Regions from separate parts of the Mus musculus genome. Here region 2 is linked to region 1. Evidence: chromatin contacts called from public Micro-C data. All regions are on one chromosome and are shown on one strand. The core of a region is the stretch at or near the end of the contact, and the rest is flanking DNA. Distances in the headings are between cores, read along the strand shown. Region 1 holds the start of Foxd3 (forkhead box D3). Region 2 holds the start of Cachd1 (cache domain containing 1).

Region 1 (5,272 bases), core at 1,404-3,903:
GGCGCAACAAATGGAACCGGCAGCTGGGAGTTGTTCACCACCCCTTTCCCCAGAGAGGTTCCAAGGAGATACACGGGAACGGACCGCCCAGATCCGGCCTTGGCGAAGGGGGAGAGGCAGCCGTCAACGAGGCGGACAAAGTCTCCTGAGCCAGCTCAGGCTAGCCGGGAAATCGAAATTAGGCTCATTTGGAGACTAAAAAGCGGCCTCGAGAGCAGCCTTGAAGCCAGGGTTCTCGCGCGCGTACAAGCCTTCGCCAGAGGCTCCGCCATCAAGATCGCGGTCCGGTCCACTCTGAGCCTTGCGCCCGCCAATACAACTGGCAATCCAAGTTGGGCAAAAGGTTTTCCTAAATTTGTAAATTTGGATCGTGTTTTCTTTTCCTCCCCACCTTCCTTTGAGTTGCTTGAGCAGTCGCCACTGTGACCTCTTGCCTAGGGTGCAGCCAGCTCCAGCTGGTAGCTCCTGTCGGTTTCCCGAGAAGACTGTCTAGTCAGCGGAATAGACGTTTTTGAGTCAGCGCGTCATTAGTGGTGCAGCTGCGGAAATCAACTCAGGCATGCGTTTTAGGGCCAGGTGTAACCCCAAGATCAACTGGAAACAAACAAACAAACAAAAACCATAGAGATTCCAGACCTCTCAGGATAGTCACTGCTCTCCCCACCCCCACCCCCGCCCCCCAAGCCTGTAGCCGCCCAACTCGGAGCAGCATTGAAATCCATACGCAAAGAGCTACTGGTATTGATGGGAGAGTTGTGTAATGGGATAATCGTCAACCTGTGGTGTCCTAATGCCTGTAAAAATGCAATTTTGCATATTAAGATATTTTATTAATTTGATGTAACTAGGAAAAATGGCTCTAGGTGACGATACAGAATCAGAGGCACACTGGCAACCTGGAAGTACCTAACTTTTTCGCTGTTTCCTATAAACAATACAGAAATTGTTTCCTCCCTGACTTCCTCCTCTCATTCTCTTATAACCTGGGGTTCATAGATCCTTCCCCTAGGCCTTCAGCACACAAATTAATCGGGTTTCAAGAAGGCTCAAATCGGTAAGTGCTCTCCTCTGACAAAGAAGCGGCCTAAAAGCGAGGGGGGTGGGGTTGGTCAGGGCGACCAAGGTCATCTCAAACCACTCCGGGCTGGGAACACCAGTTCCCCTCGGACGGACGTACCGAGTCCACTCACCTCAGCAACAGCAGGCGCTGACCCTGGGTCACTTTAAAGTCCCCACCCCAGCATCTCTGGGATTTCCCAGTCTCTCCTACCAGAGCTGACATTCCTTGTACTTCACGTGCGCTGGACACATCCTCGCCTCTTCTTTGGCGCAGATTTCTACAGAAGTTAAGTCTTGGATAGTTTATTCACACTTTAAGAGATAACCCACATTAGTTAGCAGCAGAGGTGAGCCCACTCCCGCCAGCACGCCCTGGGACACTGTGGTTCCTTGGAGGTCGTGCCCTCCACTCGGAAGTATACGCCAGCTCCCCCCAGTTTTCCAACCCCCCCCAGTCGGTGCGCCACGTCTAATAACAAGGCCCAAAGCCTCTTCCCCAATCCTCTCCACTTACCCAAGACCGCTGCCAATGCCTGCTCCGTTTCCAGCTCATTTCCGACTTTTTCTGTGCTAAGTCGTTTAACAACTCCAACAGCCAGTTATGACGTCTTTGTTTATAGGTTCCCTGCTATTTTACGTCCTTTTTATTTCTCTGCAACTATCCTAATAGGTTAATCGATAGCTATTCTCTGACCTCGGGAAACCCCAGCTGATGGTGTTGTGACCGTTGCGAATATATATATATATATATATATATATATATATATATATATATTCCTGCGTCGTGCCCGGAAAGCTAGGGTAAGACTTGAGTAGTTAGATTTGGGGGTGATGCGAGGCACATCAGCAGATGTCTTTTCTCTGGAATAGCCCTGAAACAGGAGGGGGTCTGAGGCCTAATTAGCAAAAGGAAGCCGGATGTGTTCCTTTAATCCTTGAATCGAAAACAAAACCCCAAAGCAAATCAAAATAGTAAGTTTTTTTCTTTTCTTTTCTTTTTTTTTTTTTTTTTAAATCACAACCTTGTTCTGCATTGCCAGTTGGTCTATATAATATTAGCAAAGAGGGGAGGGCAGGGTAGTAAGAAAAATGCAGGGGGCGGAGAGGGCAGGGTGGTAAGAAGCCCTACAGTCCGGAGGACACTCTTAGGCCCACGCCCTCTCCACCCCCACCCACCCACTCTCACGCCCTCCCTGAACCCCACACCCGGCTCCAGCGTGGGCAGGGGTCTCCCAACAGCCCGAAGAGCTTTCGGGGCCTGCGGGATGCTAGCGCCTAGTCGGTGAGGAGTTGCGCTTCTGTCGTCCCTTTGTTGACAATTCCCTGAACCAACTTGAGTTTGGCCAGCTCCACGGCGGCCCTGACGTCACGCGCGGTCACGTGGCCCCGCCTCCCTCTGGATCTTTAAGTAGAAAGTAATCTATCAGGCCAGTCCTTAAAACGGGACTTTCGACTACCCAGGCTTGGCTTCCCTGTCACCACCCCCCCAACCCCCAACCCCGCGGTCGCCCATGCCCGCGCCCTCCAGAGCTGCTTGGAGCCCGGCGTCCCGCGCTTGCCTGGACCGCTCCTGAACCCCACGCCCAAACCAGAGGTCGAGGAAGGCTGGTGAAGTGAGGGGGTGCGGCGTGGAGAAACCTCCGGGGTCGCGAGCAGTAGCTGTCTCCTCGTAGAGAAGCGTCGAGGACCGCAAGAGTTCGCGGAGCGCGGCTGCGGAGCGCAGCGCCCGCACCGCGCGATGCCAGGCCTCCTCGTGTGAGCTGACCCGACAGGGCCCCGAGCTACCTGTGCCCTCTCCCCCCCCCCCGGCTTTCTTTCGGGGGACACTCACACCTCCTTTGCCTGAGCTCCGCGGCCGCCCCTCGCGGCCCCCCTCGCTCTCTGCTCGCTCCTGGCCGCCGCCACCAACCCCGCGGAGGGATGACCCTCTCCGGCAGCGGCAGCGCCAGCGATATGTCCGGCCAGACGGTGCTGACGGCCGAGGACGTGGACATCGATGTGGTGGGCGAGGGCGACGACGGGCTGGAGGAGAAGGACAGCGACGCCGGGTGCGACAGCCCCGCGGGGCCTCCGGACCTGCGCCTGGACGAGGCGGACGAAGGGCCACCGGTGAGCGCTCATCACGGCCAGTCTCAACCGCAAGCCCTGGCACTGCCCACCGAGGCGACCGGGCCGGGGAACGACACGGGAGCTCCGGAGGCCGACGGCTGCAAGGGCGGCGAGGACGCGGTGACAGGCGGCGGTGGGCCCGGCGCGGGCAGCGGGGCGACGGGAGGTCTGACCCCGAACAAGCCCAAGAACAGCCTGGTGAAGCCACCCTACTCTTACATCGCGCTCATCACCATGGCCATCCTGCAGAGCCCGCAGAAGAAGCTGACCCTGAGCGGCATCTGCGAGTTCATCAGCAACCGTTTTCCGTACTACCGGGAGAAGTTCCCCGCCTGGCAGAACAGCATCCGCCACAACCTGTCGCTCAACGACTGCTTCGTCAAGATCCCCCGCGAGCCGGGCAACCCGGGCAAGGGCAACTACTGGACCCTGGACCCCCAGTCCGAGGACATGTTCGACAACGGCAGCTTCCTGCGGCGCCGGAAGCGCTTCAAGCGCCACCAGCAGGAGCACCTGCGCGAGCAGACGGCGCTGATGATGCAGAGCTTCGGAGCCTACAGCCTGGCGGCGGCGGCGGGCGCAGGACCCTACGGCCGCCCCTACGGCCTGCACCCCGCGGCGGCTGCGGGCGCCTACTCGCACCCCGCGGCGGCGGCGGCGGCCGCGGCTGCTGCGGCGCTCCAGTACCCGTACGCGCTACCACCCGTGGCTCCCGTGCTGCCGCCCGCAGTGCCCCTGCTGCCCTCGGGCGAGCTGGGCCGCAAAGCGGCCGCCTTCGGCTCGCAGCTCGGTCCGAGCCTGCAGCTACAGCTCAACACCCTGGGCGCCGCCGCGGCAGCCGCGGGCACGGCGGGCGCGGCGGGCACCACGTCGCTCATCAAGTCCGAGCCCAGTGCGCGGCCGTCGTTCAGCATCGAGAACATCATAGGCGCGGGATCCGCGGCGCCCGGGGGCTCGGCTGGGGGTGGTGGGAGCGGCGGCGGAGCCGGGGGTGGCGGGGGCAGTGGGGGCGGCGGCGGCGCGCAGTCCTTCCTGCGGCCGCCCGGGACTGTGCAGTCGGCTGCGCTCATGGCCACGCACCAGCCCCTGTCGCTGAGCCGGACGACTGCCACCATCGCGCCCATTCTGAGCGTGCCGCTGTCTGGACAGTTCCTGCAGCCCGCAGCCTCAGCCGCAGCGGCTGCGGCCGCCGCCGTGCAAGCCAAGTGGCCCGCTCAATAGTGATGAGCTAGTGGCCGGGCCGGACGGCGGCCTCTGGCAGCAGCCTGCTCTTCCAGGCGGTACGCCCTCTCTGATCCTGGTCCATCTGTCCTGGTCCTGGTCCTGGTCCCTCTACCCAATCCTGGACTCTGCTACCCGCCCCCGACTCCCCAACACTGACCAACAGCGGCCTCCATCCCCTCACTCACCTAAGCTGGCGGAGCAAACTCAACCCGCGTCCGCTGGGAATAACTTTCCGTACAGGTAAAACTGATAACCGAATTTCCAAAAATGCACCCCGACGGCGCCTGTGTTCTCAGTACTGTGGGGGTGGGAGGGACATTCTTTGTACATATTTGTATAAAAATCATTGACTTTCCTTTTGGGGTTTTTATTTTTTTAAGAAAATAAAAAGCAATTCAGTAGATTTAGAGCTTTGAACTTTCATATTTTTTTGAAGGTTCACTCTGCGCAGTTTTATCTGAGAAAAAGAATGTATAAAGACGTTGGGAGATTTTAAATCCAAAAAAAATTTTTCAAAAAGGCGAAGTGTCATTGTATTATAAAAGTCTGTTTATATATGAATGAATATATATGGTATTCTAAATGTTATTCCATCGTGTTGTACACAATTTTGTAAATAAATTTTTAAAATGCTCAGCCTAGTGTTTTAATTAGGTGTCTAGCAAATGGCAAGATTTTACAATGGAATTTGCATTGTCTTCCCCAGAAAATCTAGCAGTCTTAAGTAATGACCTTTTCAAACGTTGCAAATTCACAATTTGGGTGTAGAAACATTTGAATTTGAAAATGGAAAGAGCGTACTTAATTTAAATTATATTAATATGTGACTTTTCACATAACCAGGATAAGGATGACAATCCCATTCATATCAAGCCACTGT
Region 2 (5,272 bases), core at 1,182-3,681, 1.1 Mb after region 1:
GCCCACCCTAGTAAAACAAACATCATAAATAGCACAGGTAGTAGTAGATGATGGCCCTGCCAAGCTAGGGCTGTTACAGGTGCTGCCCAATGAAAACATGCTAAAAGGACAGAAACCATAGAAACGGGCAAAGAAAAAATTAGGGAAATGATCCCAGTGAGGTAAGATAGGCCCTCGGGATGCTTCTGAGAGAAGCTGCACAGGTGTGTATCCTGTGCTTGATGGAGATGGTAGAAGAGGGCAGAGGACAGAAGTCGGCCTTGGGTGTTGTCCTCAGTCACTCTCCACTTAAGGTTTTTTTTTGTGACAGGGTTTCTCACTGAGTCCAGAGCTCAGGTTGGCTAAGCTGGGTCCACACATCTCTGCTGTCCCTTCACCTACACCTTGTTACAGAGAAACACCATCATGCCTAGTATTTACTTGGGTGCTGGGATCAAAATTCATGTTCTCATGCTTGCACCTAGTAGGCATCTTATTAACTGAGTTCTTTCTTCAGCTCAGAAGCTCAGTTTTTATTACTAAGATTTTTTTTTTTTCTTTTTGAGACAGGGTTTCTCTGTATAGCCCTGGCTGTCATGGAACTCACTCTGTAGACCACCAGGTTGGCCTCACACTCAGAAATCTGCCTGTCTCTGCCTCCCAAGTGCTGAGATCAAAGGTTTGTGCCACCACTGCCTGGCTATGACTGAGTTCTTAAAAATCAAAGAGAGAAACTGGAAGGCGTTACTATCAAGTAAAGCAAAGAATAACTAGTTTTGTTTTCCTGCTCCGCCTCTGGTAGTTAACGTAGGCAAACCCTATAACCTGTTGTATTTGTTACTTTTCTATTGCCATGATAAGACATCATGACCAAGACGACTCATAAAATAAAATGTTTTATTTGGGGCTCATGGTTTCAGGGAGTTAGAATCCATGGCTATCATAGAGGGGATGTGGGGGGGGGGGCATGATGAAAGACAGGCATGTTTCTGGAGCAGTAGCTGAGAGTTCACGTGTCCAGACACAGTCCTGGGGCAGAGAGAGCTAACTGAGAATTTTTTTTTAAAGATTTGTTTATTTATTACACATAAGTACACTGTAGCTGTCTTCAGACACCCCAGAAGAGGGCATCAGATCTCATTATGGATGGTTGTGAGCCACCATGTGGTTGCTGGGATTTGAACTCTGAACCTTCGGAAGAACAGTCAGTGGTCTTAACCGCTAAGCCATCTCTCCAGAATGTTTTTTTTAAACCTCAAAGACCATCCCTAGTGGCACACTCCTCCAAAATGACCACACCTTCTAATTGTTCCCAAACAGCCCCAAATTGGGGACCAAGTACTCAAACATAAGAGTATGGTGGGGGGCATTCTCAGTTACCCCCTCCCCTCACATTTGCCTACCCATAGCTGTAGTTTCTAGGACTCTTGAAGCAGCACATTCATAGTCTATAGGAAAGTGAATGAATGCTTTATACAGGGACACTCGCCCTGCAGCACACACTTGTTTCTCTATGGTGGCTCTCAGAGAGCCTGATCCAGTACTCAGGAGCCATACCTGCCATGCTTATGAAAGCAGGAGGATGCTATGAGCTCAACTTCAGCTTTGTTTTCGTTTTTATTTTTTATTTGTTATTTTTGCCTGTAATGGAGTCAGATGGATTTATACACACAAACACAAAGAGAGAGGGCAGGAGGGAGGGAGGGAGGGAGGGAAGGAGGGAGGGAGGAGAGAGAGAGAGAGAGAGAGAGAGAGAGAGAGAGAGAGAGAGAGAGAGAAACATCCAGTGGAAGGTCAGAGCACAGGCCTGAAAGTAATACTTGTGCTTAAACTCTGGGTCAGTAGCTTATCCCTGGGTGACCTTCAGCTATTTGTTGCAACTCCCTAAGGCTCGGAGTTTGTTACCTGAAAATTCAGGATCAAGATACAACCTCTTAGCCTCGTCCTGGGATTAAAGGATAATGAGTCACACACACTGAATGTAGACCTCAGAGTATTGTGCTGGCCACATGATAGCTGGTTACAAACCAAGTCCGCTGTGCCCACGAGGGCGAGCTATTGTTACTAATAAAAAATGAGGAAAGGGAGTTAAAGCTCTAAAGACAGTTGCTCCCTTCCTAGGTCTGGGTCAGGCAGAAAGCCCGAGTTCTCGAACTTAAAAGGGACTTTGGGTGGTGGGTGGGTGGAACCTGTAACACTTGGGACCCGAGATCTCCTGCACGGGCCGAGTCAGGGGGTGGGGGCGGTCGCGTGGCCAGCTATGGGAAGGTCTCAAATGATCCCCTTCTCAGGCCAGAAGGGTCCTGTGCAAGCGAGGTCCCCCAGTATCCCGGGCCCCCAGCGTCCCAGGGCGTCGCCCCGTGCAAGGAGGGAGAGGAGGGGCGAGCGCGGGACTTTCCCCGCCTCCCTCCTCTTTCCATAAATCACCGCTGCAGCGGCAGCGGCGGAGCCGGGAAGTGTACGGAGCCGGAGCGCAGCGTGGTGGCACCAGACACCTCCCTTTTCCCCGCCGCTTTCTTTCCTTTCTCTTCTCTCACTTCGGTCTTTTAAACCTCCCTCTCCCTCCTCGCCGGGAGACCGCCCCGGTCGCCTCGCCGCGCCTACACTGGTGGCGCCGCCGCCGTCTCCGGGCTGCGCCGGGACTCGGGAAAGCGAAGGCGGCGCCGCTCCGCCGGTGCTCTCAGCCGCCCGCCCGGCCTGCGGGCGCCGCGGTCTTCGAGCCGCTGCCGCCGGGCGATGGTGGCCGCCCGCGCGCCCGCGCTGCAGCCGGGCGCCCCCTAAGTTTTCCAGCTACAGCCGCCGCGCCGTGGAGCCGAGAGCGCAGGAGACGAGGAAAGTTTGGCGGGCTGCGCCTCCCGCGGCCAGCGCCCGAATCCCGTCGGCGGGAGTGGCCGGAGGCGGCATGGCCCGCGAGCCGGAGGAAGAGGAGACCGTAAGGCCGGCCGCTGTGGTCCGCCGCTGTCCTCGCTGCCCTGGCTGGCCTGGGGCCCCGCGGCCGCCCCTTTGGCTGCTCTGCCTTGTGGCATGCTGGATCTTGGGCGCCGTGGCCGACGCCGACTTCTCCATCCTGGACGAGGCGCAAGTGCTGGCGAGCCAGATGCGGAGGCTGGCTGCCGAGGAGCTGGGGGTGGTCACCATGCAGGTAAGCGACCCCCTTCGCGCCGCCTCACTTGCAGCGCTCTCCCGCTGCGCAGAGCCCTGGGCCGCTGCACGGAGTGCCCAAGCGGGCTGTGGGACCTCTCGGTTCCTGCAGACTTCACCACATCCAGTGCTCTCTGTCCCGTGTACTCATTTGCCGCTGCCCTCTTCTGCAGAGCCTCTGCCCCGCACCCACTTTCCCCCTCTTCTCGGCCCCGGCTCCTTTCTTGTTGGCTGGGGATTCTCTGCTCTATCCGCGCTTCCTTCCCCAGTTTGCACTCTCTTCCTTCGCAGATTTGTTTTCACTCGTCACTCCTGCAAACTCCCCTTTCCTCTTTGTGTTCCCATCCCTAGGCAGCGGTCCCGCCCGGCTCGGGGCATTCTCCAAGGCTCCCCCACTCCACCCTCTTGAAACCTCCCAGCGTCCTGGAGACCAGGCGCACGAGTGGGCGAGGGAGCGAAGGTAGATTGTCCGCCTGGGCCGCAGGACTGTTGGGGTCCGGGCGGCCCAGCAACCGGGGCTCGCTCTCCCTGCCCTGCCGCTTTGGGGGAGGGGAGGGGCTGATCTGGCGGATCCCCCGCTCCAGTCCTTCTGGGGACTCTTTTTCTTTCCGCTCTTGCGGCCATTGGTCGCCTCTTGTCCGCTGTGTAATTTCTGGTTTGTGTGTGCCTTCGCTGGGAAGGGCAAGGTGAATAGGGTTTCCATTTTTTTCCCCCTGCGTCTTTTGGCCTTCCCTAGGGTTGTAGATTAATTGCCTTTGGCTGATAAGGATTTCTGACGATGCTACTAATAACCCACAGTTGTAAAAATTGCTAGACAGCAACCACCTGGAGATCCTATCGCGCCGTTATTCTCATCTTCTTGGCGAAGAAGGCCCACTCAATTAGGAACTGATGAGATGACACTCCGAGTACCAAGCCAGCGAAACAGCCTAGTGCTCCAGACAACTAACTCATTCCCGTAATAATGGTGGCGGGACTGGCCTTCGAAAGGCCGAAGTTTTCAGGAATGTGGTGTCAAAATAGGTTTCTGATTTCGAACCTAGAGTGACCATTCCACCTCCTACGGGCGAGATGTTTTGCTTCTCTTTGGGATTCAGGTTTCTGACGGCTTTCTTGAAAAAGAGAAAGAGAGAGAGAGAAAAGAAAAAGAGCCCAGAAACCTACTTCCACCCAGGCCCCCTAAGAGGCTGCATGCAGTATGCTTAAAACAAGTTTCACCTCGGCCCTAGCTTTTTTAAGGTGGAGAGATTGCTTTGCTGGGAGGGTAAATTTACATTTATTTGTAGAAATCCAGCCCGGACCTGCTGCGGAGGGGGATTTTCTTTATTTCCATGATAACAGCTACTCTTTTAAAATGCATTTTTCTATTGCTTCCTACTCTCGTCTTGATTTAGGTTCAGTTTTAATTTCTTCCATGTGCATTTTCTGGTTGCTGGCGCCCTGACCTAGGGATGGAGGGCTTTGGGAGGCAGTAAAATCATCTAGATTTGCTTTGCCTTGGTGAATGCGTTAATTTAGAAACAAACAGAACCGTGTTTTCCCACAGAGGATTTTTTTTTTTCACAAAAGGGATTTCAAATGGTGCCACCTGAAGTTTTGCTTTCAGGATTAGGTCGCCTTTGCCATCTTCACTCAATTCCTAGGACAGGACGAGGGATGGTACCCCCCCCCCCCTTCCTGTAATCTTAAAGGCTTGCTATTTCTAAGATTCTGGCAGCAATTTTATGGTTTCTCACCCTGGTCCTTGACAAAAGGTGATCCTGACGCATTGTCATTCAGGTGGGGAGACACTTTAAACACTAAGAAAAAAAAAAAGCTGGAGTCGGTGGGGTGGGTGTGTGTGTGCCCAAATGGCCCTTTATCTCTTTTCCAATTGGCCCCTCTCTAACACCTTTGCAACCCCGTTGGGAAAACGGACCTCCTGTGGACAGGGTTTTGTCTGGCAAAATGTAAAGTGGCCTCTCTCCTTTTTTCAAAGGAGAGGTGCTTACTGTATTTAAATTCCCCTTCTTGAACTATATACATTGATCTGCCACTTGCTCCTATCTGGGAAATTGTGAGAAGAACCCCCTTTAAAGTAGCCAGACTGTCAGCTTTGGGAGAAGTACTTGTGCATAATACATCCAGTGCTAGTTAGATGTCTGGTATCTGA

What was found. A called contact is a pair of places that touch in the nucleus more often than the background predicts.
Region 2: a contact with region 1 is called in a Micro-C map of embryonic stem cells, with 9 times the contacts expected there. The contact joins the promoter of Cachd1 here to the promoter of Foxd3 in region 1. A contact is called at or near these places in 5 of 484 Hi-C or Micro-C datasets (differentiating embryonic stem cells and embryonic stem cells) and 2 of 115 datasets of contacts at active chromatin or transcription factors (both in embryonic stem cells).

What each region holds. Positions count from the first base shown.
Region 1 is chr4:99,653,646-99,658,917 of GRCm38.p6, forward strand. It overlaps Foxd3 (forkhead box D3), which reads left to right and starts at 2,654. Exons shown (of 1, transcript NM_010425.3): 1 at 2,654-5,026. The coding sequence starts at 2,980. The coding sequence ends at 4,389.
Region 2 is chr4:100,774,248-100,779,519 of GRCm38.p6, forward strand. Cachd1 (cache domain containing 1) reads left to right here and starts at 2,432. Exons shown (of 27, transcript NM_198037.1): 1 at 2,432-3,121. The coding sequence starts at 2,882.